Regions from separate parts of the Sus scrofa genome. Here region 1 is linked to region 2. A link is a contact called in public Hi-C data. All regions are on one chromosome and are shown on one strand. Each heading gives the region's core, a stretch centred on a gene start, on an enhancer-like site or on the middle of the called end of the contact. The rest is flanking DNA. Distances are from core to core; before and after follow the strand shown.

Region 1 (4,905 bases), core at 390-2,889, 260 kb before region 2:
GTCACTGCTGTGGCTAGGGTTGCTCTGTAGCTCGGGATCGATCCCTGGTCAGGGAAATGTCTGCGTGCCGCGGGTGGAGCCAAAAAAAAAAAGAAAAAGTAAAAGGACTTAAGAGACCTGGGATTTTTCTAGCTGCGTTTCTAAAATCCTAGGAGACCTGGTCATTTCTTTAACCCATCCCTCAGGGGGCTCTGTCCAGGGGGCTGGTCTGATTGGCCCATTTGTCGAGGTGGCTGCCCCGACCCCCATCAAAGCCCCCAGGGTACAGCGGGCCCCGCTGGGAACTCCCCCCACCCCACCCTGGTCTTCCGGCTGCAGGAGCGGCAGCGCATGTCCGACCGGCTGGAGGACACCAGCCTGCGGCTCAAGGATGAGATGGACCTGTACAAGCGCATGATGGACAAGCTGCGGCAGAACCGCGTTGAGTTCCAGAAGGAGCGGGAGGCTACGCAGGAGGTGGGTCCCAGGCCAGCGGGCGCCAGGGCTCCCCCGACCCCAGCCCCCCTGCTCCTGCCAACCAGCCTCTCTCCCCCCAGCTCATCGAGGACTTGCGGAAGGAGCTGGAGCACCTGCAGATGTACAAGCTGGACTGCGAGCGGCCGGGCAGGGGCCGAGGCTCGTCCTCCGGCCTGGGCGAGTTCAGCGCCAGGGCCCGAGAGGTGGAGCTGGAGCACGAGGTGAAGCGGCTCAAGCAGGTGGGTCTGCGGGGTGAGGTGTCTGGGTGTCCCCACCGGGCGGGCCTCCTGCGAGGGGCCAGGAGCTGGAGCACCACCTTCCCCCACGCCGCTGCCCGCTCCTCCTGATACCCTGGGCCTCGGGGCTGCTCATCCCCGTCTCACAGCTCGAGCAAGGCAAGTGGACATCCCAGGTCCTCCCTCAGCAGCCACGAAGAGAAGCAGACCCCAGTCCTCGGTCCTGGGCACGAGGGCTGGAGAATGAGACTCCCCAGCCCCGCGTGCAGCCCTTGCTGCCTTGGGTTCTCCCACAAGCGGACCCCGAGCCCACGATTCCATGTCACATGGTTCCCAGACACCCTCCCATGACTGGAGACCAGTTGGGGGTGGGGGAAGCGGGGTCCAGAGGGACATTGACCTGGTGAGGGCAGCCCTCGCTCAGACCTCTGAGTTGGCTGCCCGGGATGCAGAGGGGCTGGAGGTTCTGCGTCCCCAGCAACCCCAAACCCCAGCCCTTCTCAGCCATGGGGGGTGGGGGGTCGGGGGGACGCCCAAGGTCCCAGGTGCCAGCAGTTAGGAACTTTGAGGCAAAAGCAAGAGTCACGGGGCTGGTAAGGAGGGCCTGGGCGGGCTGTACGCAGGAGCAAGGGCGCCCTTGGGAGGAACTCCCAAGAGCGGGATTCCTGAGCCCGGCTGCAGGGGGAGCTGAGAGCATGAGCAGACCCGCCAGCCCAGGGACCCAGAGCATGCTTTTCACCCAGGGCCAGTGGTGGAGAAGGAGCCACTGGGTGGGCAGTGTCCCCACACAGGGCCTCTGAGCCCCCTCTTCCGGCTCATCTCCCCCTAGGGAGGAAGGAGCGGCCAGGAGCCATGCTTCTGTCCGGAAACTTGGCTCCCAGTACAGGGCTGTAGCGCCTCCTCAGAACCCCAGGACCTCCCAGCATCTAGCTCTCCTCCCAGGCAGGCGTGGCAAAGGCCACGTCATCCGTGGGTGTCCTGAGCTGCCTGTGACACTCCCCTGCCAAGGGGGAGGGTGCTGGTGGGGGCTAGGAGCCAGTGGATGCAGAGATGTGGGTTCTGGATGCCCGGGGAGTTGATGTGGCCTCTGTCCCCTCCGCAGGAGAATCATAAGCTACGGGATCAGAACGACGACTTGAACGGGCAGATCTTGAGCCTCAGCCTCTACGAAGCCAAGAACCTCTTTGCCACCCAGACCAAAGCCCAGTCTCTGGCTGCGGAGATAGACACGGCCTCTCGCGACGAGGTAACGTGCTCACCCGCTCTCGCCTCGGAGCCCGGCCCCGTGTCTGTGAGTCCCGCCCCATCCCCCGCCTCCATGGTGAGCCCCGGGCCGCCCAGAGCAGGAAAAGCGGGCCAGGGCCTGGCCGCTCCGAGTCCCCACCTGCGATGACCCCGAGCGACAAGGGCAGAGTTGAATCAGCTCTGGTTTCCTGTACGTGGTGGGGGAGCACGGGCTTGGGAGCAGAGCGGAGTTTGAGTCTCCACTGTGCCAGGAACGGGCTGAAATGGCCAGTTGATTTCATCAGCATGTGATCCAGGGGAGGCTGGATGTGCCCTGGAGCCAGGCCAAGGGGGGAGGATACTGGCTTTTCCTGGGCACCTGCTTGCATGTGTCTTCATTTAATCTTCTGAGAACTCGAAGGCGTTCTGAGCACGTTCCTGTCACAGATGGGGAGACCGGGACATGAGGTCAGCCAGCTTAGGGAGGGAGAGGGACCCAGGTCTCCGGCACCAAAGCCCACACTTTCTGCCCCACTGGGGTGTGCTGATGAAAGATCAGCCCTCCGAGGAGCTCTCACTGGGGCACAGCGGGATCCTCTGTGTCTTGGGAGCGCTCGGACAAGGCTTCTGTCCCCACCTCGGCACAGTGGGTTAAGGATCTGGTGTAGCCGCAGCTGCAACTTAAGTCAACACTGCAGTTTGGATCTGACCCCTGGCCTGGGAACTCCAGATGCTGTGGGGTGGCCAAAAATGGGAGGAAAAAAAAAAAAAAAGATCAGGCCTTGAAATACCTAGGTTAGATTTCACCGTGAATCGTAAGAGTCGGTGAACCCCTTACCCTGTGCTTGGGCACCAGCCTCCAGCCCGCAGGCAGAGGCAGCATTTCATTTCCATGAAGGACACAGCAGGAGGGGACCTAGAGGACAGTGTTGGGACCGGGCGGTGGTGTGAGGGACAGTCCATCCTGATTATAAAGGCCTCCGGCCAGTGTTCTCAACCTCTTCCACAAAATCACCCCTCCTGGACCCCTCCACGGGCCAGCCGTGTGAGAGTCCGTGGGAGGGAGGCCTGGGCCTCTGTGTATTTAACACTCCCTGGGTCTGACACCAGAGACTTGTGCCCCGGCTTCGAGGGCGGCGGTGGGTCTTGGGGCCCTGGCCCCGGCCTGGCCTCTGACCTGTCTTTCTGGTTCCCTTCAGCTCATGGAAGCCCTGAGGGAGCAGGAGGAGATCAACTTCCGGCTGCGGCAGTACATGGACAAGATTATCCTCGCCATCCTGGACCACAACCCCTCCATCCTGGAGATCAAACACTGAGACAAGGGGGGCTGGCTGCAGAGCGGCCTCGGCACCCCCGGACCCCGGGATTCAGGGCCAAGCCCCGCCTGAGGATGCGGCCCAGGCCGGGCCTCACGTGCACACTGTAAAGTGACTCTGGCCACCGTGTGATGTGTACTGGTGTGTGTCGGGGGAGGGGGGGGGAGAGCGTGGCTGCGCGGCCGTGGGCGCCCTCTTGTGCCGTCGGCCGTCCCTGCACTTCGCGGTCCCTCTGCGGGGGTGGGGGTGGGGGGGCAGGGGGTCCTGGAGGGGGGCGGGGGCGAGGTCGGCCGTCAGGAGCCGCCCTAAGAACCAGAGCCGAAGCTTGGGTGTCAGATACTGGACGAAATGATTCTACCTCTGGGGCCAGGATGAACAAGTCCTTGCGTGAGACGGGCTCTTCCACCCCATCCCTGCGTCCCCCGGGGGCGTGGGAGCCGAAGGATGATCTTTTCCGGGAGGTCCAATGCCTCACCAACCTCTTCAGCCCCCTTTCAAGCCCCGGTGCTGGAGCTCGGAGAGGAGGAAGGGGTGTTAGGAGGGGGTGGGTGGGGTCCTCTCGAGCCCCTTCCCCCAGCCCGCAGCCCCCGTGATGCTGGTGCCCCTTGTGTCTAAAGGACTTGGGCTTGCGGAGGCGCTGGAGGGGCGGGCGCCCTTCGTCCTGAGAGATCTTGGCGTTTTTCGGGTTCTCCTCCGTAGATGTCCCCGTCCCTGCTTCGCTCCCTCTCCCTTTCTGTCTTTGCTTTGTTTTTTAAGGCAATGAACAAATTCACGCGAGTGAATATCAAGGAGGAGAAGGAAGGGGGAGGGGCTGGGGGCCGAGGCTGGCTAATGCCAGGGGAGGAGGGGTCCTTGGGCAGCCAAAGACACGGTTTTCGGGAGGGAGCACGCCCACGTCCCCCGTCAGCATCCTTTGCGGTGGCTGCATTTTGAGAGAGAAGCACGGATGGAGCCTCTGACAGCGCCCCGCAGTTTGGGAAAGGGCCTCGCGTCCCTGTCCCTGGTGGTGGCCTTGGGTCTGGATTTTCGGAATCCAGCCTCTGGGTTTGGCACGGCTGCATAGCAAGGCCCCTGGGTTCCAGGCTTTAGCAACACACCTGTATTTGGTTCTCAGCCAGGGGAGCAAACACGGTGCGGGGGGGAGAAACGGGGAGCTTGCAGGGCAATCTTGGTCCCCTCTTGGTGCCACGGGGTGGACATCACCCCCTGGAGCTTTGGTGTGGCCGTTTGTCCTAGAGGGCTGGGTGTAGAGATGGTACTTTTCTCTGAGTTTTCCAGTCTGTCTCAGTTTTGTGTGGCTTGTGATGCGCTTTCTGAATCCACATGCACATAAACATGTATGGCCTTCACCCCCTGCCCATGTCTTGTTCCCTTCAGCCTTTGCAGTGGAAAAACACAAGTCTGGGCATGTTGGGGAGGCGTGTACGCAGAGGAGAGAGGGCGGGAGAGGGTGAGGAGGGGACCTGGGGACTCCGGCTTGTTCCTGCTCACAGAGCAGGGCTGTGGCCTGCACTGATGTTCCTTCCCTAACAGGTACCTTTTGCTCTGGTTGGATTGCCTGAGTTCTTTACACGCATATGCATGGGGGTTGTTTCCTGCAGCAAGTGCCAGGGCCACATTGGTCTGATCCAGGACTTTGGGGCCGCCCACACCGGGAAAATGAGGGCAGGGGC
Region 2 (4,778 bases), core at 2,096-4,595:
GGGAGAGCCTTGTAAAGACGAGGCAATGCCTGGGCTGAGCAGCCACCAGGCAAATGCGGCAGCTGAGCTGAAGGAGTCAGGGAACAGAAGCTCGCCGTGAGCCTCTAGAGGGGGCAGAGCCCTGCCCATAACTAATTTTTGAACTTCTGGACTCCAGCACTATGAGAAATAAGTCTCTGTTGCTTTTTTTGTTTGTTTTTTGTCTTTTTGCCTTTTCTAGGGCTGTACCTACGGCATATCGAGGTTCCCAGGCTAGGGGTCCAATTGGAGCTGCAGCTGCCGGCCTACACCAGAGCCACAGCAACATGAGATCCGAGCCACGTCTGCAACCTACACCACAGCTCACGGCAACGCCGGATCCTTAACCCACTGAGCAAGGCCAGGGATCGAACCTGCACCCTCACAGTTCCTAGTCAGATTCGTTCACCACCGCGCCACGACGGGAACTCCAAGTCTCTGTTGTTTTAAGTCACCAGGTTTATGATATTGGTTAGGGAGACTAGGAGACTAATACAGAGAAGAAATACAATTATTCAGGTCAACTTAGGCCTGACCTCCACGCCCGGCCCCTGTGTCCCGGGATGGGGTTAGTGTTCCCCAAGGTCCATGAGCAGCACGAGAAAGGGGTGGTCAGTGAAGGGGAGGGCAATGGATGTAAGGGAGGCAACAAGCCTGTCCACCCCACACACCACGTGCAGAAAAGATGCCAGGTCCTGAGCGTCTGCTCTCCAAGCGCAGGAAAGACAGAAGGTACCCCACACGGGTGGCCTTCACACGTGAAGTTCAAGATGCAGGGCTACCCAGCCCCCAAAAGTCCTTCATACCCTGAGAGCAAGGCTGAGCATCTGGGACAGGGAGCACCTTGCTCGTGTCAGGCGATCCGTCCCCACGCCTGTTGGCTCTACCTTCTATAAGCAGATCCAATCCCCCGCGTTGCTGTGGCTCTGGCGTAGGCCGGCGGCTACAGCTCCCATTTGACCCCTAGCCTGGGAACCTCCATATGCCGCAGGAGCGGCCCAAGAAATGGCAAAAAAAAACCCACCAGATCCAATCCATCTCCCTCCATCTCCATAGCCACCCCCCTAGTTAGGTCCCCATTCACTCGTACTAAATTACAGCCCTCAGACTGGCCTCCCTGGCTTGAGTCTCAGCCTCCTCCTGCCACTCGCCACCTGGAAGGAGTTAAAAGGTTCCTCTGAAAATGAACATCGGCCCATGACCCACTCCTGCTGCAAACCCTTCGAGCCCCTTGGCGTAGCTTTCAAGGCCCCTTGCTTACCTGACTTCATCCCTCGCCATGTCCCCAAATACACAAGACCTCTCACACCTGGGGGCCTTTGCACACATGTGTGGGACCCCCCATCCCACCTCCTGGCCAAGTTGTCCAGCTTTCGGCTTCCAGACTGTCTCTCAGAGGGGTCTCCTGGACCTCCCACCGCTTCTTCTGAGTTCCCACCACACCCTGAGCTGACGCAGTGCTGTGGTGATGGAAGGGTCATCAACTCCCCCCCTAGTCTCTGAGTTCCCTGAAAGCAGGAACCGGGTCCACCCTGAGTACCCAGTACAGAGCAGGTGTTCGGAAATTAACTGATGAATAAAGATCAAAGCTACACCGGAGTCCCTCGCTTTCTCTGAAACTAAGTTCATCCTAGACTTTGGCTAAATCTACCCACCCCCAACAGAGCAAGCATACAAGCTGCAAGGCTTGGAGTCATGTCTTGAGTCACATCCCATCTTTGTGACCTTTGGCTAGTTTTCTTACCTCCCTGGGCCTCAGTTTCTCCTTTTGTAAAATGAGAATTATAAGATTGACTTCCTGAGAAAAACCACCTAACGTACCATCTGGCAGAGGAATGCAACACCATGCGTTCTACTTTGCCTTTGCACGTACACACACTTGGGATGAAGTCAGCAAGCATATATTCAGCACTCACTGTGCGCCAGGCTCTGGGGTAGATGGGGGCGGGGGATGGAGGAGGACAAGATGACGCTTACCCTAAATTTCACAGTCACCTCTTCTGGAAAAAAAAAAAAAAAAAAAAAACTCATCTATAAAATCAGCAGTAAATCCTGCCCATGAATCTACAGGTGAGTTTGCCAACCAGCAGGAAGCCCTCTAACTGGAAGGTAACCCTGAGCCAGCTGGGCATCTCCTCCAGGGCCCCTCACTCTCCCGGTAGCTCAGGCAGGAGACAGGGCGCGAATGGGTCTTTACTGCCACCTGCTGGAGGAATGGAATAAAGGCCACAGGTGGCAGCCAGAAGAAATCCAGGCCCCTGCCTTGAGTTGCCAAACACATGGCTCTAACCTCTATCTGCCACATGTGCTCAACAGCTAATGAGAAGTTGTCAGAGGAAATGGCTTTTGAAATCACCTTAAGGGGGGTGGGGAGAGGGAAGGAAAGGAAAGGAAAGGAAAAGAAAGAAAAGGAAAGGAAAGGAAAGGACAGGACAGGACAGGACAGGACAGGAGGCGCTCCTGTCTTGGCTCAGCCACGACTAGAACCCAGCTAGTATCTCTGAGGATGTGGGCTCAGTCCCTGGCCTTGCTCAGTGGGTTAAGAATCTGGCGTTGCCCTGAGCTGTGGTGTAGATCGCAGATGCGGCTCAGATCCCTTGCTGCTGTGGCTGTGGTGTAGGCTGGCAGCTGTAGCTCCGATTCCACCCCTAGCCGGGTGGATCCAGATGCTGCAGATTCAATCCTAAAAAGCAAAACAAAGAAAAGAGTTCCCGTCGTGGCACAGCAGAAATAAATCCGACCAGGAACCATGATGTTGAGGGTTCGATCCCTGGCCTCGCTCAGTGGGTTAAGGATCCAGCATTGCTGTGGCTGTGGCGTAGGCTGGCAGCTGTAGCTCCTTTTCGACCCCTAGTCTGGGAACCTCCATATGCCTCAGGTGCAGCCCTATAAAGACAAAAAGACAAAGACAAAGAAAAAAATAAAAGAGCAAGGAAAGCCAATGGTGCCTTGCAATGGTCAGAGAGTGGGTGTGTGCCTCCTGGGGAAATTTCTCTCTCCCACTCAAAGGGGAGGACCAGAGAACCCTGTTAAGATGCGGAGAAACATCTTCTTCTGCGACTGACTGTGTTTTACTCTCCAGGCCCTCAGCAAGGACAGATCCCGGTGGAACTCTCCAAACTCTGGTGCCCTGGAACACAACTAAACTGTCCTCCTGCCCATCAACACCTGCAGGATCTAACCCAGCCCTGGAACCAGCTCAAGAGAAACTGCCGGAAGCTGGGAGGCCGTTCTTTCCAAAGGCCTTGGCTTTGCAGCCAGACTCTTGCTAAGTCAACAAAGCGGGAGCCAGCCGTGCTGCTTGCCTTCCTGTTACACCCTCCAACTTCGTCTCCCAGGCCTGCCACGCTCACACACACACGTGTGCACGCACGCACACATCCAGCACCCTCAGTTACTTGGGTGGGGAACCTGCCCTGGGAGAACTGGGAGGCAGCATCCAGATGGGCTACTGCCAGGGTGTTGGAGACTTTTTTTCCCCCTCTTTCTCCACATTCTAACCATCCTGTGAAAAGTTGGGCCCAAGAATGCAAACTCCGGAAAAACAAGGGCAGTGAAACACCAAAATATTTACTTAGCCAGTGCGTGTGCTTCTCTGAAGGCCATTTCAGATTTCCTCGGGGCAGTGGAGCCTTGCAGAGTCCAGCCCTTTGCTTCTGTACATAGAGAGTGGTCTCTGCAGCCTCCACCATGAACCCCCGCCCCCAGCCACCCAGGCATCTGAGAGCAGAGCTTGGAAAGCACAGCCCCCCACCCGACCCCCAAGGGACCAAACTTGACCCCCTAGAAACACAGCACCAAAATAATATAGGGGTGGGTGAAAGGGTACCTTTCCTCAGACTTCCCCAAAGGGAAGAAAGCTACAACAGTCAGAAATACACCCAAGCCATCAAAAACACACAGAATTTCCTATACAACAGACAAATGGCACAATTGTTTGTTCTGACCCAGTACCAAAACAGCAAGTTGTCCATGCAGATAGAAAATGAAAATGGGCGTTCCCTTCATGGCTCAGGGGAAAATGAATCTGACTAGCATCCATGAGGATGCAGGTTCGATCCCTGACCTCACTCAGGGGGTTAAGGGTCCGGCATTGCCGTGAGCCGTGGTGTAGGTCAGCAGCTGCAGCCCAGTTTGACCCGTAGCCTGGAAACCTCCATCTTCCACGGGTGCGGCCCTAAAAAGACCAAAAAAAAAAAAAAAAGAAAATGAAAATAAAGCAAAAATGATCAGCACTCTGGTATTCATCAACCCATTTTGATACTTTTTTTAAACTTTTTTTAATTGAAATAGAGTTGATTTACCATGTGGTGTTAGTTTCGGGTGTATAGCAAAGTGATTCCCTATATCCAGTATGTGTATCTGAAAAAAACACATGTGTATGTAACAAGTATATGTAGCATATACACGTACGTAATACATACATTATTTTTCATATTATTCTCCAGCACTTCCAATGCCTCATTCTCCACCTGCCTGATGATCTGTCCCCTCCCCTCGCCCCCAGGAGTAACTCGTGCTCACCCAGGCTTCTGTTAACTCTGCATCTCCCACATCTTTCAAGTTCAAGAAGCACAACCGTCATCTCTTGGAGCATCCCAGCTTCTGGAGCCAAGCTTCCATCCCGGCTGAGGCTGTCACTTCCTCAAGTAGGGCGTTGTGTCCCCACCCTCCACTGCCACAGTCGTCCCTGTGCACACCCTCTGGGTCTGTCACCCTCCCTGCAGGCTCAAGGCCTGGGCATCCTTTGTGAGATGGTC

What was found. Hi-C and Micro-C count contacts between places; a contact is called where the count stands out from the background.
Region 1: a contact with region 2 is called in a Hi-C map of subcutaneous adipose tissue, with 1.9 times the contacts expected there. The contact joins two enhancer-like sites. A contact is called at or near these places in 21 of 47 Hi-C or Micro-C datasets (alveolar macrophages, blood, brain and 14 more) and 2 of 2 datasets of contacts at active chromatin or transcription factors (alveolar macrophages and skeletal muscle).

Annotation. Positions count from the first base shown.
Region 1 is chr12:43,365,350-43,370,254 of Sscrofa11.1, reverse strand. It overlaps RAB11FIP4 (rab11 family-interacting protein 4), which reads left to right. Exons shown (of 15, transcript XM_005669074.3): 12 at 319-456; 13 at 537-695; 14 at 1,795-1,983; 15 at 3,116-4,905. The coding sequence ends at 3,232. Among named protein-coding and RNA genes, the nearest start is that of TRNAT-CGU, 20 kb to the right of the region's middle. Within about 2 kb of position 1,639, at least 9 of the 83 cell types and tissues checked have an H3K27ac peak or open chromatin away from gene starts, as enhancers often do. A contact at or near this core is called in omental adipose tissue and subcutaneous adipose tissue, where this site is marked.
Region 2 is chr12:43,103,523-43,108,300 of Sscrofa11.1, reverse strand. No RefSeq gene overlaps it. Among named protein-coding and RNA genes, the nearest start is that of COPRS, 15 kb to the right of the region's middle. Within about 2 kb of position 3,345, at least 14 of the 83 cell types and tissues checked have an H3K27ac peak or open chromatin away from gene starts, as enhancers often do. A contact at or near this core is called in omental adipose tissue and subcutaneous adipose tissue, where this site is marked.